Linked DNA regions of Sus scrofa: regions 1, 2 and 4 are each linked to region 3. Evidence: chromatin contacts called from public HiChIP or PLAC-seq data. All regions are on one chromosome and are shown on one strand. The core of a region is the stretch at or near the end of the contact, and the rest is flanking DNA. Distances in the headings are between cores, read along the strand shown. Region 1 overlaps CD44 (CD44 antigen). Region 2 overlaps SLC1A2 (excitatory amino acid transporter 2). Region 3 has its middle 27 kb from the start of EHF. Region 4 overlaps SLC1A2 (excitatory amino acid transporter 2).

The links. HiChIP or PLAC-seq counts read pairs in DNA pulled down with a chosen protein or histone mark.
Region 1: a contact with region 3 is called in an H3K27ac HiChIP or PLAC-seq map of alveolar macrophages. The contact joins two enhancer-like sites. A contact is called at or near these places in 1 of 47 Hi-C or Micro-C datasets (embryonic fibroblasts) and 1 of 2 datasets of contacts at active chromatin or transcription factors (alveolar macrophages).
Region 2: a contact with region 3 is called in an H3K27ac HiChIP or PLAC-seq map of alveolar macrophages. The contact joins two enhancer-like sites. A contact is called at or near these places in 14 of 47 Hi-C or Micro-C datasets (blood, embryonic fibroblasts, epiblast stem cells and 9 more) and 1 of 2 datasets of contacts at active chromatin or transcription factors (alveolar macrophages).
Region 4: a contact with region 3 is called in an H3K27ac HiChIP or PLAC-seq map of alveolar macrophages. The contact joins two enhancer-like sites. A contact is called at or near these places in 1 of 47 Hi-C or Micro-C datasets (embryonic fibroblasts) and 1 of 2 datasets of contacts at active chromatin or transcription factors (alveolar macrophages).

Annotation. Positions count from the first base shown.
Region 1 is chr2:25,805,723-25,812,727 of Sscrofa11.1, reverse strand. CD44 (CD44 antigen) reads left to right here. Exons shown (of 14, transcript XM_013994425.2): 11 at 732-797; 12 at 5,248-5,319. Among named protein-coding and RNA genes, the nearest start is that of CD44, 75 kb to the left of the region's middle. Within about 2 kb of position 2,942, at least 8 of the 83 cell types and tissues checked have an H3K27ac peak or open chromatin away from gene starts, as enhancers often do. A contact at or near this core is called in alveolar macrophages, where this site is marked.
Region 2 is chr2:25,615,418-25,622,268 of Sscrofa11.1, reverse strand. All of the region lies in intron 1 of SLC1A2 (excitatory amino acid transporter 2), which reads right to left. Among named protein-coding and RNA genes, the nearest start is that of SLC1A2, 15 kb to the right of the region's middle. Within about 2 kb of position 2,103, at least 3 of the 83 cell types and tissues checked have an H3K27ac peak or open chromatin away from gene starts, as enhancers often do. A contact at or near this core is called in alveolar macrophages, where this site is marked.
Region 3 is chr2:26,364,278-26,370,428 of Sscrofa11.1, reverse strand. No RefSeq gene overlaps it. Among named protein-coding and RNA genes, the nearest start is that of EHF, 27 kb to the right of the region's middle. Within about 2 kb of position 3,303, at least 2 of the 83 cell types and tissues checked have an H3K27ac peak or open chromatin away from gene starts, as enhancers often do. A contact at or near this core is called in alveolar macrophages, where this site is marked.
Region 4 is chr2:25,667,638-25,674,245 of Sscrofa11.1, reverse strand. All of the region lies in intron 1 of SLC1A2 (excitatory amino acid transporter 2), which reads right to left. Among named protein-coding and RNA genes, the nearest start is that of SLC1A2, 67 kb to the right of the region's middle. Within about 2 kb of position 1,780, at least 6 of the 83 cell types and tissues checked have an H3K27ac peak or open chromatin away from gene starts, as enhancers often do. A contact at or near this core is called in alveolar macrophages, where this site is marked.

The sequences.
Region 1 (7,005 bases), core at 1,693-4,192, 560 kb after region 3:
AGTTGACTTTTCTCTCGGAATTCTCACACAATTCAACCCCAGGATCTTTTACTGCACACCAAAACATTTTTCTGTTTTTCGCTTCAGAGAAATCTCTTAAATGTCTCATACCCTAAACCACGGAGTACATCCATTCCCATTTGTCATAATCCAAAGCATATGATCCTTTGTTCAAAGACACAGTGTCAAATTCCAACCTCTGACTTTCAAAACCTTATAATATTTTTGTTAGAGTGTTACAGGTTGCGGGTTTCTACTAAAGCTACACTTCTATGGTCACCTTGATGGACTGTGTTGTCCCAGTTTTTTAAATTTTGATTTGAGCTCTAGCCCACTCACAGGTGGATTAAGTAATTCATATCGTGGACCCATTCAAAACTCCTTTGTCATCTTTTTTGGTTACCTTTAAAAGACCAAACAGAATTCCTGCTGTGGCAAAACAGGATTGGAGGTGTCTCCGCAGCGCCAGGACGCAGGTTCAATCCCCAGCCCGGCACAGTGGGTTAGCGGATCCAGCGTTGCTGCATCAGCCGCATAGGTGGCAACTGCAGCTCTGTCTGATCCCTGGCTTGAGAACGCTCTATGCCATGGGGCAGTCAGAAAAGGAAAAAAAAAAAAAAGAAAAAGGCTAAACTTTGTGATGCGCTGCATGAAAACGCAGATATGAGGAAACACAAATGGCAGTGCCACTGAACACACAGTACTAAACCTTTCCTTATTGCTCTTTACAGAAGACCAAGACCCCTACTTTGACCCCAGCGGGAGGTCCTTTACTACTCACGGATCTGAATCAGCTGGTGAGTTTGAACTGCTTTAGTCATTTACTGTTCTCCTCAGGGAACCTGCAGATTATTCATGACGTGTGAGTCCGTGTCTCCCGAAGACTGGTTCTCATACATTCTGTGTACGCATCACCACCACAGGGAGGGCTTATCCAGCTGCATTGCTGGGCCCCATGCTTAAAGGTTCTGATGGGTGGGTCTGGGGTGGAACCTGAGCGTTTGTATTTCCAGTGAGTTCCCTGGGGATGCTGATTCTGCTGGACGGGGACTCCACTTTGAGAATTACTGTTGTTGAGAAAATTCTTCCCTGTGAGAGGACCAGGAAGAATTCAGGCAGGGTCTCAGTCTGACACTGCATCACACCAGGTGATGAAGAATGTGGATTTTGGAGAAAGAATGGTGTGGGTTTGATTCCAGTTCCTCCACATGCTAACTGGGGACTCCTTTAAAGGATCTGAGAAGTGGAATGATAATCATTGTCACAGGGCATTGCTTTAAAGTCTAAATGATGTATACTTGTAAAGCGTTTAGCATAACCCCTCGGCACATGGCACGCTAGCTAGCGTTTATTGAGAATTTACTGTGTGCTGGTGGCATCGTTCTAACACTTTACACATGTTAGATTGGACCATAAGAAACTGCCATTTCTGTAGGTCAACAAGTATGGGTGATTTCATGTTTCATCTATTATTAACTCATTTAATTATGTCAGTACTTTTATTTTCCCAGTATTACAGATGAGGAAACTAAGGCTCAGAGGGGCTAAGCAACCTGGATGAGTTGGCATGACTAGTGAGCTGAGGGGTGGAGCCAGGCTTCAAGCCCAGGGGTCTCATATTACCTCTCAGAAGCATGATCTGGAGAAAGTACCCTGTGATGACCATAATCACAGCCGTAATTACTGTAATCATCACACCCCTAGAACTTAACTCCAGGCAGCAAAAGTCTGCCATGAGGCCGGGTGACTTGTGATGACAGATGCTGGGGCTACTGAAAGGTTCCGCAGGTGCTGTCTGCCTGTGGTCTCCCTGAGCATCACTGCACCAGGTGGCTGCATGTGAGCCAGGTCCTCCCCTTTATGCCCAAGTGGGAAAGGGTTGCCTCCAGGCTTAAGGGTTCACACACTTAAAGCAAATATGAAGATGGATATTTACATGGCAGCTTCAGTAATAATCTATTACCTAAGAGCACAGGGATGTAGAGGCCCAGTAGAAATGCTTCTAAAATAAAGACAGGCTCTCTGGGGGCCTTGGGTGGGGGCATTTAGCCTTTCCCAGCCTCAATTTCTTTGCTAGTAAAAAGGAAATCAGAACTTTGGCCCCTGTTACCTCCTAGAGTTCTTGTGAAGAGCAGGAGGTATCCGGACGAAGAAAATATTTTGGAAATGATAGGGACTTAACGACTAAAGGCAGTACTCTCCAAAGGCGACAGACCCCAGCTACTCCAAGTGTGGTCCTTGGTTCATCTCAGAACTGGCCAGCAATGCAGAATCCCCAGCTCTCCCAGACCCACTGAAACAAGGGCTCCATTTAAGTAGACCCACCCCATCCCACCACCACTACGTGGTTTATCTGTATATGAAAGCTTACGAAGCACATCTTAGACTGTTGGGTCCTCACAGCGGAAGCTGGAAGCCGGTTGAGTTCTCTCTCTGCACATGACGCTAATTGGACCTCACTTCCCAGCTGCAGTGTCAAGCATTCCTCTTTGCAGAACTTGCTTTCCCAGCCAGCCCTACCCTGGGTAGCTTTGCAGAGACCTCTAGGGCAGGAGGTGAGGCCTGCTGTGTCTCGTCCATCTTCTTTGGCTCTTGCTTGAAGTGAGAATCAGGTGGGCGGGAGTCGCCTCTTTTGTTTGACTCCTGTGCAGGTGTCTATTGTTCAAATGGGAGTGTTCAGCTGGTTGTACACACACCCAGATCTTTCCTTGCTGGGAGCGCTTCTTTTGAAAATCAAAATAAAGAGATTATGATCCATTAATGGCCTCCCTCTCGAATATCAAAAGGCTGCTCTGAGTCAGAGAAAGGCCTACAAGAGTGACTGTACCTCTTAGGTGGTTTTCAAGGCCAAAGAGCTCCAGTTTAGATGGCCAATGTCCCTTGACCCGGGCAGGTGAACACTTGCCAATAATGACTAAGGCAGCTAGAGAAAGGCCCTTGGACTTCTGAGGTTTGTCAAGTAAAAGACCGCTGTCAAAATGGGAAGTTGAAACAGACAGACCTCTGGTAGAATTTGTTTTGCTCAATTTTAACAAGAATGTCAGATTGCATCCACAGGAGCCATTCTACCCAAAATAACCATGGCCATCAGCATTTCACAGTCCATTGAGCAGAGTCTACACTTAATCTCCTGAGAAAAGGCCATTTAAGACCTGGCCATCTTCATCCATTGATTAGCCAAACAGACCTCTCAGTTTTTTTCTTCCCTTGGCAGCTTTCAGGGGATTCTGCCATGGGTTTCCCATTGGGTAGGGGAAAAATAGTTCATTTTGGTGGGAATTTTTCACATTCTGTTTGGAGGCACTGGAGGAAGCACAACACACACGCAAGCGCGCACACACATATTCCCCAAACTTTCATTTGGGTGAGTATCTTCACAAGAGAGCTTAGACATTTCTTTTAAAACATGATTGCCCCTCCCCCCCCCACCCCCCCAAAATGAAATTCTCTTGTGCCACAGCGGGTTAAGGATCCGGTGTTGTCACTGCTATGGCTTGGGTCACTGCTGTGGCATAGGTTGGATCCCTGGCCTGGGAACTTTTACATGCTGTGGGTGTGGCCAGTAAATTTTTTAAAAATTAACAATACATAAAACATGACTCCTCCCTCACTTTGATGAACCTCCTGTTCTGACTCGTAGATTCTTTATCTTGTGATACTTCCTGCTCCCGTCCAGTTTGAGATTCTTTGTCTCCTTATTTGGTTGTGTAGCAGTAGAAAATGCTGTCCTCTAAAAATTCTGGGGCTGCATCAGTAGACACTCTCATTAGGGTGATTTTGCACCGACAGAAAGGGCCATTGCCCTCCCCACCACACCCAGAATCCTTATTATTATTTTTTTTAAATGTGTTTTTTTTACTTACTTATTTATTTATTTATTTATTTGTCTTTTTTGCCATTTCTTGGGCCGCTCCACGGCATATGGAGGTTCCCAGGCCAGGGGTCGAATCGGAGCTGTAGCTGCCGGCCTACGCCAGAGCCACAGCAATGCAGGATCCAAGCCGAATCTGCGACCTGCACCACAGCTCACGGCAACGCCAGATCGTTAACCGCTGAGCAAGGGCAGGGATCGAACCTGCAACCTCATGGTTCCTAGTCAGATTCGTTAACCACTGCACCACGACAGGAACTCCCAGAATCCTTATTTTTTTTAATATTTATGGTTATGTCCATTGAAGATACTGGATGTGGTTTTTAGATTTGCTTCAGGCCATCTGGAGCATTTGAAAGCCCTAGGCATCTCGTTAAAATGAGGATTCTGTGGTTTGGGGGTGGCCCGAGACTCTGTATTCTCAGCAAGCTTCCATGGGCTATTGCTGGTCCTGGGCCCATGCTTTGAGTGGCAAGGTCCTAAATTAAAAATAGAAAACAGTAGCATTGCCAAGTCCAAGATGGTACTGCTCACCAAACGACAGGCCAGTAAATCAAGAGACAAGTTGTTACAGCAAAGAAAAGCAACTTTATTCAGAAAGTCATCAGGCCAAGAGATGGTAGACTCGTATCCCCAAAATCCTTCTTGCCTGAGTTAGAATCCAGGCTTCTTTTATACTAAAAGGGGAGGGAGTAAAGTTAAATATTTCCTGGTTCCGGTCAGCCTCCAGAGGGGATGTGTTTGTTCATTTCTTCCTTTCTGCAAGTGTGCCTGGTCAGGATGTTTCCTGTGAGCTAAACAAAGGTATTTTAGCTTCCAGCTCATTACCTGAGAGGTAGGGTTCCCTTTACTTGTATAATTTATATATTACACAGATAATATTATGTATAATTTAAGCTTATACAGCAACATCCCTTCACTGATGAATTTGTAATCAAATATACAGATTCTTCCCTATTACAGTAACTGCACACAGTTATCACGCTTATTCGCCTCTTCAGGCCTCTGAAAAATGGTGATGAAGCGGATTCCTTTATTCCCCTATTTTATAAGTGACAAAATAGACCTGGAGAGGGATGACTTGACCCAGCAGCGGTTGCTGATAAGAGACAGAAGTCGGATTTCCTGTGCTGTACCCTTGGAGTGAATCCTCGTGCTCTTGTTGAAAAATAACATGTCCAGACCTTAGCCTTAATCAAACCAACTCCTCTGGGGAGATATTTTTCATGCGACGTATTATGAATGTCTGTGGCTCGAATCTATAAATAGCTTTGCGGTAATGCAGCCCCACAGCGGTTGGCCCTGTGTGCTGCTCTGTAAGGAACTCGTGCTTGTGTGTTCCAAGTTCTGGTTGAAGGATGTTGTTTTTTCTCTAGGCCACTCAAGTGGGAGTCAAGAAGGTGAGGCAAACACAACCTCTGGTCCTATACGGAAATCTCAAATTCCAGGTGAGTTTTGAGCTGTGACAAAAAAATTAATGCTAAGAGGAGGTCTCTCTCGGAGGTCCCGGAAAGGAAGCACACGCTCCTAAATGTCTCACCTTGAACCTGATGGCCCTTCTGTGCAAGCTAAAGGGTGAAGGGGAACAGGACAGCCCCTTGATGGGAAAGAAGGGAACATTCATTTTTTTTTTCCTCCATCCTATAGATTGGCTGAGCTCATATTCAGACTTGGCCCTGGTCTGTTCCAAAGAAGCTCCATGTTAGTTTTTAAAGCTTCCTTCCCAAATGAGTGATCACCCTGGGGACTCTGTGCCATGCCCAGGTCCTCCCTGTCCCAGTCCACTTCCCTTCTTCAATCGTGGGTTTGGGGGTGAAGCGTGTAACTTTCATAATACAGACAGTGAGGAGATACAGGGGCTGTGTGTGTTGGATGGAGTGAAATTATTCCTTTGGCTCCAAAACTACCTTTTCTCAGGGACAGTCTTGACCAATCCAGACAGAAGAAAGCCTGAGTGTGTTCCACGTGCAGCGAGAGGGCTGGGCCCCTTGGTTCCCTTGAGCATCGAAATTTAAGGCATTCAAGGCAAACGCTTTATTTGACTTAGGCTCAAAACTGAGCATTTGTCAAGAGAAATTACGAAAAAGGAAGGCTTTTTTTTTTTTTAGGATTTTAAGTTATTCCTTTAAATCACTCCTCTTCAGAACTTTCCTGGGGGAGAGGGGAGAGGGTGACGTGGCTTTGTCCCCTCGCTCGGCTTGTCTGAGCAGGACATGAGAAAAAGAGCAGCAGGCTGAGCAGCTGGGGTTGGTGGGATGCACTTTGCCATAATTAGGCAGCGGGATTTTTCCCAGCTATGGTGGAACATCTCAGGGCTGGAAACCTGGGGAAAGACCAGAAATGGTACCTTCCTACCAGCCTCCCCCATCTGGATTCTACTTGCCTCCTCAAATTCACCTAACCAAAGAGAGCTCAGGCAGAGGAGGTGCTAAACAGGAAGTCAGGAGAATCAAGATTCCCAAAGAAGAGTAGCTGATGAATGACTTCCCATCTTCCTTGTTCCTTAAGCTTTAGTTCATGGCACGGATATACAACTCACTGTGCAACTGAATTTATTCAAATGGTCAAGTCGTATTTCATTCCCAATACAGCTTGGTTTTAAAACATGTCTGTAACACTTTATTGGTCTACAAGCAATAACATTACTTATTGGAGATGTTTTTCAAAAACACAGCTAAACAAAAGGGTAAAAATATGGATCCCCTATTATCTACCTCACCATCCAGAAATACCATGGTTACCATTTTCATGTATGGCCTTGCTGTCATTTGTCAATGTAATTTCTATTCAAACATGTAATTAGACACACTGTTTATTAGTAAACTACATTCCCAACTGGTTACCCCCCCCATAGCCTTCCAAGGTTATTAAATATTCTTTCCCTGTATCTTAGTAGATGTATCCTAATTCACTTAACCAATCCCTTACTGTTGGACATTAGGATGTTTCCAGCTTTCACTATTGTAAATAGCACAGGAATAAACACTTTATAGCTAATTCTCAGGTCCTATAAAGTCTTAGAAATGTAGCTCCTGGATCAAAAGCGCACACGTTTTGAAAGCTTTTGACAAGTTTTACCAAATACCTGCTCCCACCACACACACACACACACACACACACACACACACACACAC
Region 2 (6,851 bases), core at 854-3,353, 750 kb after region 3:
CAGGAAACCCATCTGGTGTCGGAGAGTGTGGTGGAAAAGGTGCCACGCATTTTGAGTCAAATGTGTTACAAGTAAAAACTAGTTCAAGGGTTAAAAGCACACAAAGAGAAAACTCTTCAAACGAATCTCCACTAGTGCAAATACCACCTCTACAAGAACAAAGAAGTCCAGGCCCTACTTTCTAATCTTATCACCTGTGGCTCTATGAGAAAGAATTAGCAAACACACTTGTGGGTACACACCAAGGTTAGCAACCTAATTTGCAAAGAGCCGGATGGGTAACCCCGCCTAAGTCCAGCAAACTGAAAGCAATACAGTCAGGCTATTGCAAGAAGAAGAAGACAGTCATTACAGGGTGTCCTCCAGGTCTCACGCACTCTACCAAGTGCTTCACCCACATCCTGCCTTAATCCTTCCCAAAGCCCTATCAGGTGGTGATATTGCCCCTACTGAACAGATAAAGAGTCTGAGAGGCCAATGAACTTCCCTGAAGCTATACTGTTAGTAAGCCGTGGACCAGGCAATTTTGCCTGAATATCAAACACATCCAAAGCATGAAAACAGATACACAACCACAATGCAATGCTGGCTCCAGAAGTTATTTTATGCAAAGCGTCTCATTGTCATAATAGTGCAATGCAAGAGACAGATATTTTCAAGGTTATCATTTTCATCATGTTCACTATCACCGTGAACAGCAGAAATTCACACGGCCCTGTGGATATGTGGCTTCCCTGCAGGACTAGCCACCTAATAGGTGGGGCCCGGTGTGAAATTAAAAGCCAAGGCCTCTGTTATTAAGAGTTTAAGGATGGTGATTGCAGAGCATGAAACCCAGGAAAAGCCCCTTCTGAGCCCAGGGCCCCAGGTGACTGCCCATCACACACCCATGAAACCAGCCCTGTTTCTCTTAAAGGAGGACTCAGAAATTCTTGTGGTAAAGAAATCACCCAGGGAACTTTTCAACTGATTTTCTTTCTTTCTTTCTTTCTTTTTTTTTTTTTCAGGGCTGAACCCACTGCACATGGACGTTCCCAGACTAGGGGTCGAATGAGAGCTGCAGCTGCTGGCCTACACCACAGCCACAGCCACACCAGATCCAAGCCTCATCGGCAACCTACACCATAGCCCACGGCATCACCGGATCCTTAACCCACTGAGCGAAGCCAGGGATCAAACCCGTGTCCTCATGGACATTAGTCGGGTTCATTACTACTGAGCCATGACAGGAACTCCTCGACGGCTTGCATTTATTTATTCCCTAAATACCCTGCAATTCTATGACACGAGAGACTCAAAGGTTAACCTAAAATGCCCCCGACTAGACACAAAAGTCACGGCTGCATGGAAGCATGATTTTCCTGCTCCTGGAAAACTCAGGAACCTTTCCCTGCCGTTGGCAGCTCAACAGTGAACAGAAACATCCTCTTTCAAGCAGCATATGGACACGTGGCTGAGTCCCCGACTCCTCCTCGGCCTCCTCCTGAGGGAGTGAGCCCGGTAACAAAAGCACAGCATTTTCATGCCTATTTTAATTTTGTTTCCTGCTTGCAACTGGGTTGGAACACAAGCTGGACTTTGGGGGGGCTGGTTAGTCATGTTGAAAAGAGGAGTATCTGTTTTCATGCTTCCATTCTTGCACTGTTTATTCTGGGGCCCTTCCAGCCCTTTCCAAATGTACTTTTCCAGCCCTCAAGTGTCTTTTTCCTCCCTCATTAAAGGTCTCCCTTCTTTCCCAGGGTTGCCCCTTCACTTTAAAAAGTCGGCCAAGAACCCAGACCCAACCAGGTTGGACATACCAAATCTTGTTCGAATCCCACGGATGACTCTCAGGAAGAAAGACCGGGAGGGTGAGGACCCAGGACCAGGGTGGTATTTGGTGGTGACAGCTGTCAACTGGCTCTCAACCTCAGGCCTGTCGTCCCAGGTGTGGCCTTGGGCTCCAGAGCCCCGGTCCCCTGGTTGTTTTAACAACTCCAGGTCACTTGGAATGTAAACAGTCAAAGCGGTTGGGTTTCTTTTCCCAAAGGGAGGTAACAGCTGGGGCTGGCCTGGGGATGCAGACAATTGCCCTCCAGCTCTCGATTCAGGGCAGCAGGAAAATCACCCTGGCCCTGCAGGTGGCCCATGGGAGGCTCCACAGCACCCCCTGCTGGACAAACTGTTGGGTCTGTCTGACCATTGAACAATTAATTACATGTGGATTGTGTGTGGAGATCTGGAGGTCACGTTCTTGGGGACTTACTGGGTGTCTTCAGAGGGAGAGAGAAAGCAAAGAAAGTAAAAACACAATCCACGGATGCTCCAACTAACAAAGAGTTCTAGACAGAGGAAATTAGAAAATATGGCATCTCTGCCCTGACTCTATTTTCACATTAAAAACAGCAGTTTGAATGCCCCAGTTCTGAATCTAGGAGGAATCTAGCATTTTCCATAAGGATGATGAGGGCACTTTCAGCTGAAGGTTTTCTCTCCTAAGGTTCAGAAAAGGGGTTCCAGAAACTGGCCCTTCATCCAATCATAGACTTCTTCCTAAATGGATCCACAAAAGAGGAAGATGCAAAATCAAAAAAAAAAAAAAAAAAAAAAAAAAGAATTCTTCCTAAGAGTCAAGGAAGAACATGCCACGCAGAGTCTTTATCCTCTTATCCCACCAGGACACAACAAGGACCCCTCCATATAGCCCGCTCCCAGAAACCTCCAGAAAACTCCACTTCAGGAAATACAGACATATCACACATTCTCATTTATATTGCCAGAAAATATACATACCAATGCCAAGTCATATTAAGACCCCTGGCTCTTTATTTTTCCCCTACCCCGACCACGATAGGAAGCCAGAGAAGAGAACTCTATTGGGAATGATTAACTACATTCAGAATCTCTGCAAACATTAAAAAGCATCAATTTACACCAATGTTGTCAGCTTCTGGTAACTTTTCCTACATCAGTTTCACAAGCAGTTGTACGTTGAGCCTTGGATTTATTCACTTATGTAATTTAAACATCATCTTTGACCCCCATCCTTCTTTGTGTCTGAATACCAAGTGCCTGCTAGCTTCTCCTTGTTTTCCTTCACAAGGAACAAGGAAAAGGACTAGAGAGACATCACGCTGAGAGGAAGCAGGTGGTTTGGGGGGGAAATGCAGGAAGAGGTGGCGAGTGGGCTCAAAAAAAGTCTTACCTGATTACCTTTGATTGCATTTTTTTGTTGTTGTTGTCTTTTTAGGGCCGCACCCAAGGCATATGGAGGCTCCCAGGCCAGGGGCTGAATCACCAGCCACCAGCCTACACCACAGCCACAGCAATGCAGGATCCGAGCCGCCTCTGCGACCTACACCACAGCTCACAGCAACACTGGATCCTTTACCCACTGAGCGAGGCTGGGATCAAACCGGCATCCTCACGGATACGAGTCGGGTTCATGAACCACTGAGCCACATGACTGCATTTTAAAATAACAGCAGCTATAAGAGTTTGTAACCTCTTCCAGACACCAGCATGGGACCATGACTGACTGTGACAAATACATTTTTGGCTTCCCAAGATGAGCTGCTGCCCAATTAATTATTCTTACAACCTACTTGAACCCTATCAGCCCTTTGCAGTTAAAAGGCTGGTTATTGACGGCTAGGCAGGAAAGTTCAGCTGAACTTTAAAGGAGGACTTGTTCCAGCAAGTGAAAGAACGTTTTTTTTTTTTTTTTTCAACTTTGGTCCAGCTGCCCCCTTAAAGCCATCCCCCTGTGCCCTCTATGTCCTTGCATGTCTCTTTCCCAAAGTAGACAATTCGATTATACCAACATACATCGCAATAATGATAAGTTGGGGCACAAAGAAATGTAGTCCTGATCCTCAGAGAGATACCAGGATCGTGAGCAGACAGACAAGAAAATATTTAGCCTGCTCTGTCACAATTAAATGCTGTAATAAGTGTGATGGGGACAAGCTTCCTGGAAAGGAACCAGCTCAAATGTCACCTTTTTTGAGATGTCTTCTCTGCATCCCCAGGCTGAGCTGGACTGACTATTCAATCAACAGATGCTGATTGAGTTCAAGCTAAGAACTGAAGGATGCACCAGGATAAGAGGATGCCAGTCAAGCAAATGGCAGTAGGTGGAGGGTAGGAAGTGGTCCAGACAAAGAGGGTGGGCACTAAGGTGGGCCAGACCCTGGGATATTTGAAGACTAAAAGGTAAGAGGCTTCGAAGAAGCCTCCACTGGGGCAATGACATTTGTCTGGGCTCATGTGATGGCCACAGCAACGGACAGAAAAGGTACATTCAGTACATTTTGCAATAGAAGAGAGAAAGCTTGTAGGTTGGGACTGATGGAAGAGAAAAAAAATCTGGGGTAATATCTACATTTCTGGCTTTGAATCTCTAGAGAAACGTGCGAAGTAGGGATGAGGCTGTGGGGGAAAAAAATCAAGAGTTCCACTGTATCATGGTCATTTTGAGATGTCTGTGCATTGCACAAATGGAGATGTGCAATAGGTGGTAGGTTATATGAATCTGGAGCTTTGAGAAAAGGTCTGAAATAGGAATGCACATTTGCGAGTTACCACGATACATGCAGGATGCAAACGCCCAAGGAGTGTCCTAAGAAAAGGCAGAGCCAGAAGAGTTCGGACCAAGAATGAGACCCCGGAAGTGTCACGAGCTATACATACAAGAGCACAAATGAAGGATTTGGGAGAGAGAGAGAGAAGAAATCCATCTAGGGAGACTTAGGCTGATGGAAAGAATAAATTGAAACAACTGCCACTAAAATATAACCAACTCCAGGTAGCTGCCTCCTCTGTCACTCAAAGGATCACCAGAGTTGACCGCATGGGTCTAGCAGTCCAGGAAGGAGAGCTTTTCCTCTCCTCTGTTCTGAGTTGGCCTTCTCTGTGCTGTGAGGTCAGTCAAACAGGAAGACTGCAGGAAGATTTGGCCAAGCACTCCCAGAGCTGCCCCGTCCTCCTCTGCAGGAACCTCCCAAAAGCAAACGATCAGTTACCCTCTGGCTCTAATTCTTTCCTCCCTCAGCTTCTTCCACAAAGAGTACTCATGCCCTTAGCATCACTAAGCAAACCTTTCCCTTGATATATTTTCTTTTCTTTTTTTTGCAGCCGCATCTGCAGCATATGGAAGTGCCCAGGCCCCGGATCAAATCTGAGCCTCAGCTGCAACCTATGCCACAGCAGCAGGAATGCCAGATCCTTAACCCACTGTGGCCATGGATCAAATCAGTGCCTCTATAAAGACAAGCCTGATCATTAACCCACTGAGCCACAGTGGGAGCTCCAAAACCTTTCCCTTAGCATATGAACATGCTTACCTCACACCCACTCGGAAACTAAAAAGAGTAAGCCAAAGTGTAATCCTGCTCTCCCATCCTTCCCTTGATCACCGCTCTAGAAAAAAAAAAGTGCTTTTATTTTTTCTCCAGCCATTCTCAGCCCACACCAACATGGCGACAACAGCTATCACATTGCTCTTAACTCTGGTCAGTGATGGCCTTGAAATTGGTTGATCCAAGGATGCCTTTTCAGTACTCACATTATTTGATGTCTCTGCAGCAGGTAGCAGCATCAGGCACCCCAAGAGCCCCTGCTCTCCCCTGACTCCCCTCCTCACTTCTCAGCATCCTATGTACCCTTAATCACCTCTGTCCTGTAGACATAAGAGCACCCTAGGATTCTTCCCTCAGCCCATCTTTCTTTGGGCTTTATGCTCTGTCTGAGTGAGTTCATTTATTTCTAGGATCAAAAATGTCACTCCTTAAGGCCCCAGATTCTCATGCACCCAACGTCTCAGGGAGCATTTCCACCCGGTGTCCCACAGAAATAGTCTCTCCCAGTGTCTGAACTAATTTCATGACCTTCTCCTTCAAACTCGCCCTCTCTCTCTTGAACTCTCTTTCTGTACTCTCCCTGCCCCTCACCTCCATCAGTGTAAGCCAGAAGCCCAAGAGAGGGCTATATGCCTCCCTCCCCGCTCACCCACCACGTGTGCTTGGTCTCCGAGTCCTTCTAAGTATCTTAGGAATCTGGTAATACACAGGCATCCCCATATCCTAATATAGATCATATCTCCCACCTGAACCATTGCCATCACCTTCTAACTGGTCTCAGTCATCAGGCCAGATGAGGGGGTGCTTCGTCCCCCTCTTTAATTCATATCTCACCCCTACCATTGTTATAATAATCATAGTCACAAAGACTTGGAGATAACCTAAATGTCTACCAATCAGGGGCTGTTTAAATCAATTATTACATAACCATACAGTGGACCATGATATATATATATATGAGATATATGTATCTCATATAATATAAATGATATATATATGTGCATATATACCTAGAGGTATCAAATGAAAAGGAAGTTGTAGAGGAGCTCCTGCCATGACGCAGTGGGTTAAGAATCCGACTGCAGTGGTGCAGGTCCCTGTGGAGGTTTGGGTTGGATCCCCAACCTGGTGCAGTGTTAAAGGAGCTGGCATGGCTGCAGCGGCGACACAGGCTGCAGCTGTGGCTCAGATTCAATCCCTGGCCCAGGAACTTCCACATGCCACGGGTCAGGCCATAAAATAAAATTTAAATTTAACAAAAAAGCAAGTTGGAGAATAGTCTGTATAGGATAACACAGTTTGCATATTAAGAATAGGATGTTTACACGGGACATAGAAAAATATCTCAAAGGATAGACCAAAAAATGAGTATTTCTAGAGAACAGGATTGGGGTGGGAGGCAGTCTTTTATTTCTTTACACTATTCTGTAATAGTTGAAGTTGGGGAGGTGTTTTTTTTTAATAATGCCATTTTTTTTTTTTTTTTGCTATTGGGAAAGCAAAATTTTAAAT
Region 3 (6,151 bases), core at 2,054-4,553:
CATAGCAGTGACCCAAGCCACAGCAATGACAATGCCAAATTCTTTATTTTATTTTATTTTTTTCTGTCTTTTGTCTTTTTAGGGCTGCACCTATGGCATATGGAGGTTCCCAGGCTAGGGGTCTAATCCGAGTTGTAGCCTCCAGCCTACAGCACAGCCACAGCAAAGAGGGATCTGAGCCGTGTCTGTGACCTACACCACAGCTCATGGCAGCATCAGATCCTTTACCCACTGAGGATCTAACCAGGATCAAGGCCAGGGATCTAACCCAAAACCTCATGGTTCCTAGTCAGATTCGTTTCCTCTACGTCACAGTAGGAACTCCAGACAATGCCAAATTCTTAATCCACTAGGCCATCAGGGAACTCTCAGGAACATTTATTTGTTCATTGTTTTCTATAGATCAGGCTCTGATCTAAGCACTTGACATCATTATATTATATAGCAATCCCCCTAACAAAGCTGTGAGGTAGTTCTTACTATCTAGTTGCTATAGAGATTCAGAAGGTTGACTGATTGCCCAAGGTCACACAGCGGAAAGGAGCTGAGCAACATTCTCACTCTGATTTGCCTCCCCCACCACCCCCGATTTGATCTCTAAGCCTCCATGTTTTGCTTCATGGCACTGTTTCTCTTTCATAGGATCTGAAATAGAAACTTACTGGAGTTTCTTATCTGAGCACCAGTCACTATCTCATCATTTTCCTATTGTGATAATAAGTCTTAGTGATAGTGAGACAGCTCAGGACCTAAGGACTTGGTGATATAGTGTCACACCCATGGGACACGCAGAATGTGGATGCTCAGGATGATGAGATGATCCTGAAAAACGTGGGCACCAGAATCAAGCCAAACCATTGGATCTGTGCAACTGGAAGTCTTTCCCCACTGCATGCAAAGCTAAGGATGGCTGGTCATCCTGGGCCCAAACAGCATAATGATGGCAGCCAGGATACCGAGAGCCTCTTCTCTGAGCAAAGTGTTTTGTAGGCATGATCTCACTAGAGTCTCCCGACAGCCTGTTGCCACAGGCACGGCTCTGTCCCCACCTCCCAGGGGACAATGTCTCAAAAACAGGAAGTTGTCCTAAAGAAACTGATGCCAGCTACAAATAGCCTCCAGAGATCGAGGTTCCTGTTTTCCCCCAAAAGGATGGAAATTGACATCTCTTATTAAGACATTGATGAATAACAACCAGTGCCCAGAGTAGGAGTTACTGTCAGAAGAAGAGGCAGGATTTCCAGTCTGACAGATTCCCAGCTCAACACCACCCTCTTGGAACCCTGGGACTTCAGGCAAATTACCTCACCTCTTCTGAGTCTCAATTACCTCATCTTCAAAAAGGAGATACTATAAATTCCAGGATTGCTGTAGATGTTAAATGAGATGATGTATGTAAGGTGCCTGGCATAATTTCTGCCAGGTGTTCAATAAATACCATTGATGATGATGAAAATGGCTGCCATTAATGCCCTTCCAACTAGCTGCCCACCCTTGTTCCAGAAGCTTCTTCATGACCATTGTGAGGCACTTTAGAATCTCTGAACCCACCTATTTAAAACCCAGTTATCCCAAGGGTCCTGCCATTTCTACCTGTTGGTAGAATGACCCTTTTTTTCTCTGGATGACCCTCATTCTCCATATCTCCATTCCATATTTTGCCAGACTCCAGAATTTAAGTAGTGAATTCTCAGGGCTTCAGGAGCTGTGGTCTATGATGACTTTACTGCCCATGCCCAATAAATGTTCAATGAATAAACGAGAGCCAATAAAACGATTAAAAACAAGAGTAAAAAGTATCCTTATATGCGCTTTAGATCTTAAAATGCTTACCTATTTAGGCTGTTCAGAGTCAAACATGTGTCTAATAAAGATTTTACAAAGAGCTTTGGATTGGCATGACCGAAAAAAGAAGGGAGGTCCTGGTGCCCATCAGTGGGAGGCCACATGGACCAGAAGTCTTGCATCTCCAGGGCTGATAGAGTCCAAGAAAAGACACTGGTGTCTTAGGAAACATACTTCCTATCAGAGAAAGGATACCAGAAATGGAAAAGGGAGGAAGGAGGAGAACTCTCAAGGGCATCTCCTGCCAGGAATAGGATTGTGACTCTGCCACAGAATGGCTCTTAAAAAGTGATATCCGGAGTTCCTCTTGTGGCTCAGTGTATTACAACCTAACTACTATCCATGAGGATGCAAGTTCAATCCCTGGTCTCACTCAGTGGATTAAGGATCTCGTGTTGCAGTGAACTGTGAGCTGTGGAGTAGGCTGGCAGCTGCAGCTCCCTTTCAACCCCTAGCCTGGGAACTTCCATACACTGCAAAAAAAAAAGTGATATCAGACCACCTTTATGATGTTCTAGCAGCTAAATGGAGCCCTAAGAAAGGCCACAGTGACTATCAATCCCACCGGCATCTGCCTGTCACATGGCCTGATATGCCGCAATTAGGATTTCTTTTCTTTGGGTTAACAAGTAAGTTCTAGAAACTTCTTATTCTATATCCTCAACCTTTGGATTACCTCTTGATTATAAATGTGTAAAAACTACAACTTATTATTTTTTCTCTTTTATTACAAAGAGATTCATATTCATCAATATCTGGAAAAAAAAAGACAAGCTAAATAGGAAAATAAATTCAGCTCATAATGTAATTACCCAGAGATAGCTCTTATTAAAATTTAGGCATTCCCTTTTGCCTAAACTTTTTTTTTTTTTTTTTTTTGGTGAAATTGAATAGAACACAATTTAACTATTTCATTCATAGTTAATTTTTTTAATGTAGAAAATCTTTTCCCAAACTATGAAGAACTTGCCCCTATTTTCTTCTAAAAGCTTTATACAGTGGAGCCTTTCAGATAAGGTTGGGAATCCACCTGGAATTGATTTCTGTGTATGGTGTGAGGTAAAGACAAGTTTTATTTTTCCACCCAAATGGATATCCAGATGTATCAATACCATTCTTTCTTTACTACTCTGCAACTTCATTTCTGTATTGAAAAATCAGTTGTCTACACAGGGGTGGCTTTCTTTCTGGGTGCTCTTTTGTTCCAATAGTCTGTCTCTCTATTGAACAAGATAGGATGGGCTATGTTTTGTTTTAGTAACAGACAACCCCAGCATCTCATGGCTTTACATATTAAGTTATTTCTTCTTCCTCAGCAGGTCACTGGTGATGCAGGATATGCATCAGGGCAGCCATCCTTCATGAAGTGAAATGGCTGCATCATCAGGAGCACTCTTCATCCAGAGAAGAGAGGCAGAGGTTACATGCCGAGGTTTTTGCTGACTCAGTGTGAAAACGTCATCCATCATTCACTTCCTCTTACAGCTCGTTTGCCGGAACTAGTTACAGAGTTATACTCACCAGTAAGGTACCATGAAGTGCTGTCTGCCATGTGCCTGGAAGGGGAGGATACCCAGATATTGGAAAACACTAGTGATATCTACCTCCATCCATATCCTTGAATGAAAATGGCAGTCTTAACTACTCTACTACGGTAATAAGACTCAACACCCAGTAGAGCAAGTCCTTCAACCCTGGGTTTCCTCTTCAAGCAGGTCTTGACTCGTCTTGGACCTTGGCAATTTCATATAAATTTTAGAAAGTGTTCATTAAGTTCTTTAAAATATCCCGTTGGGACTTTTTATTGATGCTAGAGCTCATTTAGGGAGAATTGCTATTTAAAATTTTGAGTGTTCAAATTCAGTAACATAAAATTTCTCTCCTTTAATTCTCTCAATAATGGATGTTTTGTACAGAGGTCTTGGACACTTTCTGTTAGATTTTTCCCTAGATTTCTTTTGACATTTTTAATGCTAATGTAAATGTTATCTTTAATTTTTTTTCAGTTTATGAAAAATTGTGGTTGGTGAATGGAAATTTAATTCATTTTTCTGTGTTGACTTTATATCTAGTGACCCTGAAACTTTCTTAGTATCTAAAAGTGATATGCAGATTTCCACGGATTTTCTATGTAGGTGATAATGTAATTAACCCACACATATTCACAATTTTATGTCTTGGCTGTGGCTTTCATTTCTTTTCCTTGCTTTGCTGTGTGGGACACAGGACATGTCATGATAGTGAGGGCCCTGTTTCTTCACAACCTCAGAAAGGACATTTTCCAGGTTTCATTTTTAAATGTATTAGTTGTCATAAGTTTCAGAGCAGATACTACTTACCAGATTACTTCAGTGACCCCTTTTTTCTAGCTTCTACGATTTTTAATAACATATGTTGAATTTTACCAAATGTTTTTTTCTGCATCTATTGAGATGACTATATGACTTTTCTCTCCTTTTTTTTTTTTTTTTTTTTTTTTTTTTTTTTTTGTCTTTTTGCCTTTTCTAGGGCCGCTTCCCATGGCATATGGAGGTTCCCAGGCTAGGGGTCGAATCGGAGCTGTAGTCACCAGCCTATGCCACAGCCACGGCAATGCCAGATCTGAGCCAGGTCTGCAACCTGTGCCACAACTCACAGCAACGCCGGATCTTTAACCCACTGAGAAAGGCCAGGGATAGAACCTGTGTCCTCATGGGTGCTAGTCAAATTCCTTTTCCCTGAGCCATGACAGGAACTCCAATATTTCATTCTTTTTTATGGCTAATATTCCATTGTTTATATATACCACATCTTCTTAAGTCAATTGAGTTGTTTCCACCCTCCTTTCATCTGTTAAGGTGGCAAATTACATTGGTTTTCTGATGTTAATGCAGCATTTCCTCTAGCATTCTGGAATAAGCCAAAGGTGGACAGGATGTGTTTCCTTTTTGGGTTTTTTTGGCCCCGCCTATGGCATGGGGAACTTCCTGGGCTTGGGACCGAATCTGTGCCACAGCAGCAACCTGAGCCACGACAGTGACATAACCAGATCCTTGACCTGCTGTGCCATAAGGGGAACTCCTGTGTTTCCTTTTTATACCTTACTTGTTTGGCTTGCTAGTATTTTATTTAGGATTTTTTCACATGTTCATGAGTAAAACTGGACTGTGATTTTCTTTTTCATACTGTTCTTATTGGGTTTTGGTATTAAGATTACTTTTTTTAACCTTGCAAAATAAAATGGAGATTCTTCTTAATTTTCTGGAAGAGTTTATATAAAGTTGGCATTATATTTTCTTTAAATATTTCATCAAATTTGCTTGAAGCCTTCAATCACTTTATTCATGAGAAGTTTACTTTTAATTAAAAAATTAATTATTTTTAATAGTTCCAGGATTGTTCAGATTTAAAATTTTTTTATTAGTTTTGGTCAGTAGTGTTTTCCTAGTAATTTGTTTAGTTCATCTAAAATTTCAAATTTATTGACATAGAGTTTTCATAATATCCTGTTATTATCTTGATAATGTCTGCAATATATGTAATTATGTTTCTTTTTTCAACACTGACATTATCAATTTGTGCCCTTCTTTGTTGTCTTGATCTGTTGCAGAGGGGTTAATCAATTTTATCAGTCATTTCAAAGAAGCAAATTTCAATTTTATTAATACCATTTATTGTATTTTTTCTATTTCATTAATTTTTGCTCTTTTTTCCTTCCTTCCATAATTTTAGGCCATTATTCTGCTATTCTTTTCCTAACTTCTTCTCCTAGTATTCCTGAAAAAAACTATGTGAGAGGTCTGCTCACTGTATTCTTCTCATCTTTGTGCTTTCCATCATTGTGTCTCCTTCTGCTTCATTCTGAGAAGGTAATTTCTTCTGACCTCCCTTTCAGTTCACTAATTCTCTCTATACCTACCTGTGTTGAATTTGTTATTAAACGCATCTGTTGTGTTTTTTTTAACTTTGGTTATTGAGTTTTTAAATATTAGAATTGTAGAATTTCTATGATTTTATTCTAGTTGCTGAAAGGTTTTAAGTTCAATTTTTACCTCTTTGCACATGGCAGACACAGTTGTTGTACAGTCTTAATGTAACTCTCATCTTTCATTAATGTCTCCAAGTTTCTGGTGGTGAGAGTGACTGTGAGAGGTGAAGGCTCTCTCTTTCAGGCTTCTGTATTTCTTACCACACCTCTTTTTAAGACACCTGTAGTTTTCTTTTCTCATTATTTAGATATTTTTCTCCCCTACTAGACTAATGGTTCAGGGTTTATCAAAGATAAATTCTATGTTTGATCATCTCTGTATCTGTCAAGGTACTAGCA
Region 4 (6,608 bases), core at 531-3,030, 690 kb after region 3:
AGTGGCCTTTAGACCACCTGAAAGACAAGAATGGATTACACGGCCATCAATTCATGGGAAAAATCCAATCAGCAAGAGTGGCTGTCTATCGCTGAATCCAGCTTCAAAATGAATGAGTCAGGATTAGCAATGAGATCCTGCTGTGTAGCACTGGGAACTATGTCTGGTCATTTATGATGGAGCATGAGAATGTGAGAATAAAGAATGTATACATGTATGTGTAACTGGGTCACCATGCTGTACAGCAGAAAAGTGACAGAACGCTGTAAACCAGCTATAACGGAAAAAAATTAAAAAACATTATATTTAAAAAAAAGAATGAGTAATGATTGATGGGCAATGTCTGCCATGGACACAAAGTTGAGGAGTGGCCATCTATGTGCCCATATTTGCCATCCTTCCCTCAGTAATTTGCATCCACTTTATTTCTTAGCTAGGGACTCATTTAGAGCAAAGATTGTCATATTTATTTTTGTGTCAGGTGGTAGGCACTAGGGAACAGAGACCTCTGTGCTTAATAAATGCTTTTTGTTGTTGCTGTTTTGTTTCTTTGTTTTTATTTTTTATCTTTTTTTTTTTATGGCTACAGCATATGGAAGTTCCCAGGCCAGGGACTGATTCTGAGCCACGGCTGCAGCAACACCGGATCCTTAAACCCACTATGCTGGGCCAGGGATCAAACCTGTCATACCTCAGCACTAATACCAGCTGCTGCAGGTGGATTCTTAACCCACTGCACCACAGCAGGAACTCCTCAATAAATGTTTGTTAAATAAATAATCACACTCATTTATTCCTAAGAAAAATGATGACTAAGAAGCTGGGTGCAGGGGCCCAGGGAGTGAGGAATGAGGCTGGAATTAAGGTGTGGACTATACAGGTGAAAACAAAGATAAAAACCGAGGCCATGGAGTTCCCATTGCAATTCAGCGGTAATGAACCCAACTAAGTATCCATGAGGATGCAGGTTCGATCCCTGGCCCCACTCAGTGGCTTGAGGATCTGGCGTTACCATGAGCTGTGGTGGAGGTCGCAGACACGGCTTGGAGCTGGTGGTGTTGTGGCTGTGGTATAGGCCAGCAGCTGTAGCGATTCGACCCCAAGCCAGGGAACTTCCATGTGTCACGGTGTAACCCTAAAAAAAAAAAGATTTAAAATTTTAAACCAAGGGCACGTTAAAAGGGAGCATTGGGAAGGAATCACAGGTGCAGCGCGAATAAAAGGCCAACAGAACCCCGAGAACAAGGTGTCAAAGGAAATGATGGATTCAGTGGCAGTTTTGTTTGAGGCTTTAGAAACAAGGATTCTTTATGTGGTCTGCAGACCACCAAACCTTGTCCAGCAAAGGCCTGGGGCCTGAAAATCAATAACACAGAGGCTTTTTTCTTCTGAAACCAATGAAACAATCTTCTTCATCTCTGCCCCTTTTCCTCCCTTCCTTTTGTGAGGAAGCAAAAACAAGGAAAGGCCCTTCCCCTCCAGATTTTCAGTGCCCTTTGCTCTGAGCAGCCACCCAGGGACCTTAGAAAGTCCTGGTCTCTCTCATAGTGAAGATGAGAATCTAATGCACTTGCTGTTCACAGGACTCTTGCACTTAAAGGAAGCCTGAGTCAGATGCTTAGATGTTGGGGGTGTGTTTGTCCACAATTCCCTATTTGCTGCCTGCCTGGGAGACGACAGTGTCCGTAACACAAATTCCTTGGGCTTCAACGGGCTTAACAATTGAGCAGCTGAAAAGGCTAGTCTGTTGTGCACTCATTGTCTCCAGCAGGGGGCGGAAGTCTCTAGTTATGAACCTGGTCTCCAGAGGCAGAGACCAGAGTACATAGCCCAGCTCCTTCACTTACCATCTGAGAAACTGGGAGTGAGTTTCGTTGTGTCTCCAGGCCTCAGTTTTTCTCCTTCATGGAAGGAAAGCCCAGAATGAGATGACCCTTGCAGAGGGCTCAGCACATGATATGTATTCAATGGCTACCTGCCAGGAAATAGTGGAGGCTCACTACTGATTTTTAGGACGGACAATCAGAGCACAAGACATCACTCAAACTCCAGAGGCTGAGGGAGCCTTTAACTCTTATTAACCCTTCTTATTCCAGCTTCTTCTTCTTTTGTCTTTTTGCCATTTTTTGGGCCGCTCCCGCAGCATATGGAGGTTCCCAGGCTAGGGGTCGAATCGGAGCTGTAGCCACCGGCCTACGCCAGAGCCACAGCAACGTGGGATCCAAGCCGCGTCTGCAACCTACACCACAGCTCACGGCAACGCCAGATCGTTAACCCACTGAGCAAGGGCAGGGACCGAACCCGCAACCTCATGGTTCCTAGTCAGATTCGTTAACCACTGCGCCACAATGGGAACTCCCCCAGCTTCTTATTTATAGATGGAGAAACCAAGCGACTCTCTTCTTCTTCTTCCTTCCTTCACATTTTGCAGCATGTGGGGGGTGGAAGAGGATGTCAACATTTGTTGAGCAATCTACCAGGAGGCCAGCCAGCATGGTGCTAGGCACCTCCTAGACTCATCTCTTTTAATCCTCACAACAACCCACAAGGTACAGACGCTTAACCAGATCAAGTGAGAAGGTAAAGAGAGACTGGGTCTCTACAGCAGAGCTGAGATTCAAACGCAGGTCTCTCCAACCACCTCCGATGCTTCCCCACTCCTGACTAGAGCCAGAGCTGAACCCCGGTACCTGGGGATGCTTCCACAAAGGCGCATGAAGATGAGATTCCATCCTGGCTTGTCCATCTAAGGTGCACACAAGCTTGGCTGAGCCCAACAAAATCTCTGATGCTCTATTAAAATACTCTAAACGGCCCGTCAAACCCGATTAGAAGATGCCTGGCTGGGGTTGGTGCCTGTCTCTGGTCTGGATCCAGACCCTGGGTGGGTGACCTCACAGCTGGTACTGGAAGCACCCTCCCCTCGAACTTCGAAAGCATCACGCCTGGAAGAAGTCTTAATTCCACTCTTTAGACCACCCATCACCTTGACCCCACCACCTCTCTGGAAGAACGTGTTAAATCCCACCTGCATTTTCACTTCCTTTCAGAGATTTTCTTACAGAATGAACCCATTTACCTGCTATCTGCATAGAATGGAATCAGCTGACCCAGTGCCCATCTGAGACATTCATCATAATAGTATCTACCACTTCTGAGTACTTATCCCGAGCCAGGTCCTGGCCTCCAACGACCCCAAGAAATATGTATGATCATTAGTTCCGCATTATAGATGGGAAAACTGAGCTCTAGAGGGTGGGGTATGTTTATCAAAGTCAGGTTAGCGCGGAGACAGAATCCAAACCAGAAATGCCTTCCCTAGGAGCCCACTGCTCTAGCCAGTGTGTCACGCTTTCTCCGAGGAAGCTGGGGCAGCCTCTCACCCACTCCCCACCTCCCTGCTTGACCAGAGTGTCTCTGATCTCACAGGTGGCACATCGCTTCCTCCTGGGCTGCAGGGTCTGTGTGAACACTCCTGCCAGTGCAGTTTCCAACCAACGCGGACGCATGTGCCACCATTCCTGTTTGCTCAGCCCCGGCCACCGGGAGGTTAACAGACTAAAAACCATCTGGCTTTCAAGTAATACTTCATGACCTCATGTGATACAGTGTCATTGTGAGTACTTTGTGTGTACTTTTCAAATGCAAGATAGAAAACTGCATATGATCACAGTTTTAGGAAAACTGGGCATTGCACCAGGATGTAAAACACACACACACACACAAAATGGCACAAAAGGTTTCCAGTGACTGGAATGATGGGACGATGGATGGATTTTATTTCCTTACTGATCCTCTCCTTTGTGTTCAAACTTTCTACAACCAACCTGAATTAACTTTTAGAATAAGAAACAAAAACGTTATAAAAAATAAGCTGATTGACTCCCTTAAAAGTCTACGTTATTCAGAGTAGAGACAAAGCATACCTCATCTCTAAGTAGCCTCTCCGGCACATGTGCCCGCCCCTGGCTGCCCTCACAGGGTGCCTGGTTATGAATTTACACTCCACGGAGCACTCCTGGGTTTCCAAGCCTGCCTCTGACACTAAGAGAAGAATGCCAGGGCTGGGAAGGAATCACCTTAACCCGTCCATGGCCCCCTTCCGGTCTGAGCCACAGCCTTCTGCAGAAGGAGGGTTTAATTACCGAAAGCCTGGTGATGCGGTTGGCCTATTTTTGGCTGGCGGGCGGGGCAGGTTAGCCCTTTATCCACTCCTGCCTTGGCCAAGCCTCCGAGGTCACAGTGATGAGGCATTTTCATCCTGTCCTGGTGCCAAGGTTGTCTTTCTAGAAGCCACCCCAATGGCTGAGGAACCAGCCAGGCTCCAGCTGCAAAGGACGGGCACAATTTCTCCTCCTAATATCATCTCCAGCTAGATTTGTAAAAACGTCTCAGAGTGAGCTGTACCAAACCAGAGAGACAGAGAGAGACAGAGAGAGGGAGGGAGGGGAACTGCCCTCGTTTTGTAATATACCCTGATGGACACATTTCAGTCCCAGGATTAGGCTGCGATGGAAGGTTGGGAGTGAGCAAATGCAGTGGTTCAAGGGCGCTGCAGGGGAAGTCGATGGGAATTCAGGGCCTTGGGAAGAAGTGATCCAGGGAGGAAAAGGGAGAAGCCTGACTAAGGACAAGCAGGAGCCTATAGAGCAGAGATGGCCAGTGAAGACTGTCCCAGCTGGTAGGGGTGGCCAAGGGACCTTCAGAAATAATAACGCTGACAATAACAATAGCAATAATAATAGCGTTGATAGTAATGATAGCTAACATTTCCAAAACACTTACTACAGGTATCCTCCCAAAGCACTGTAGACCCACCACCATCCTGTGAGGTAGGTAACCCTCTTAGCCCCGCTCCACGGGTGAAAAAACGAAGCACAGAAAAGTACAGTGATCTGCCCAAAGTGACAGCGTGAGTGGGTTCTGAAAATCTCAGCCTGACTTCAGAAACTGTTCTTACCCACATCGCCTGGCGGTTTTTCCCAAAGAACAGAAATGCCGAAGGTGCCACTGTGTCCTGTTTGCTATGTGGTCCTGCAGTGTAAGCGCCTTGCTGCCCTCTGTCATGGCTGCAGCCTGGAGGCTGAGGAACATGGGGCACGGGGCATCAAAACGGCTTCCAGGAGTTCCTGTCGTGGCTCAGCAGTAATGAACCCAACTAGTATCTGTGAGGACTTGGGTTCGATCCCTGGTCTTGCTCAGTGGGCTAAGGATCCGGTATTGTCGGGAGCCATGGCGTAGGTCACAGATGCAGCTTGGATCCTACATTGCTGTGGCTGTGGTGTAGGCCAGCGGCTGCAGCTCCAATTTGACCCCTAGCCTGGAAATTTCCATATGCCTCGGGTATGGCCTTAAAAAAAAAAATACAGCTTCCAGGCAGGGAAGGCGGGGTGGAAAGTAGCCTGCACAGAGGTGACAGGGTGGGGAGGGAAAATTCCACAGAGGCAGGACCCAGAATGGGAGGTGCCTTGGAGAGATGCAAGCTTTCAGGAATCCATGGAAGAGATGCTCAGTGTAGGAGATCAATGGAAACTCGTGTAAATGATTACATATTAGAAGCAGAGAAACACAGTAGTTTAAAACATTACACATAAACACTAATAGACGATGAAGCATGATGTAAAATATGCTTGAATTCCAAGGACAACGTACAAAGCTCCAGAGAATTTCTCCCTTGCAGCAGGCTCCTTCAGCCTGTAAGTCACGCTCCTCCACCTCATTGGGAGAAAAGTTCAAAGCACAGACTTTACTCTCAGGATGAAAAGCAACCAATAGCCAGAGGGTCTGTGAGGAGACCAACCCTGGTGGGCTTGCTTTAATATCTCCTCTTCCTGGAGTTCCCACCATGGCACAGCGGAAACGAATCTGACTAGGTCCCCTGAGGTTGCGGGTTCGATCCCTGGCCTCGCTCAGTGGGTTAAGGATCCAGCGTTGCTGTGAGCTGTAGTGTAGGTCACAGACGTGCCTTGGATCTGGCGTTGCTGTGGCTGTGGTGTAGGCCAGCAGCTGTAGCTCTGATTAGACCCCTAGCCTGGGAACCTCCATATGCGTTGGGTACGGCCCTAGACAAGGCAAAAAGACACACACACACAAAAAAAACCCCTCCTCCTCCTGACCCTCAATGCCCTCCTCCTGCATCTCCACCCAGCTCAGCTCAGCCCCACGGGCCCTTTTCTGTTCTCTGATGGCAGCATTTCCGGTGGTTAGCAATTGGGGGCCTTTGGAGGCTTGCTGGCAGGGGAGCCTCCCTGGGATCCTGTCTGCCAACTATCTTGCTGGACTGCACGGGAGCTGCAAAACAGCAGGGAGTGGCCAACACAATGGCTCTGGAGCGAGGGAGGCCAGTTACAGACCCAGACTCAGCACCTTCGCAGACTGTCTCCCTCGACAGGCTTAAGGTACCTTGGCACGGCTCCGTTTTCTCATGTGGAGAATGCTGGAGGCTGCTAACAGCATCGCCCACTACAGAGCTGCTTTCTTCTCTTTAGACGTAAAGACAATGATCAGGTGAAATACACAGCGCATGGCCGACTGCCCACAATGGTTGGGTCTTCTGAGCTGGGTGTAAGCCATCCAGTCAACAGAGGTTCTAAAGGCACCATAGCTTC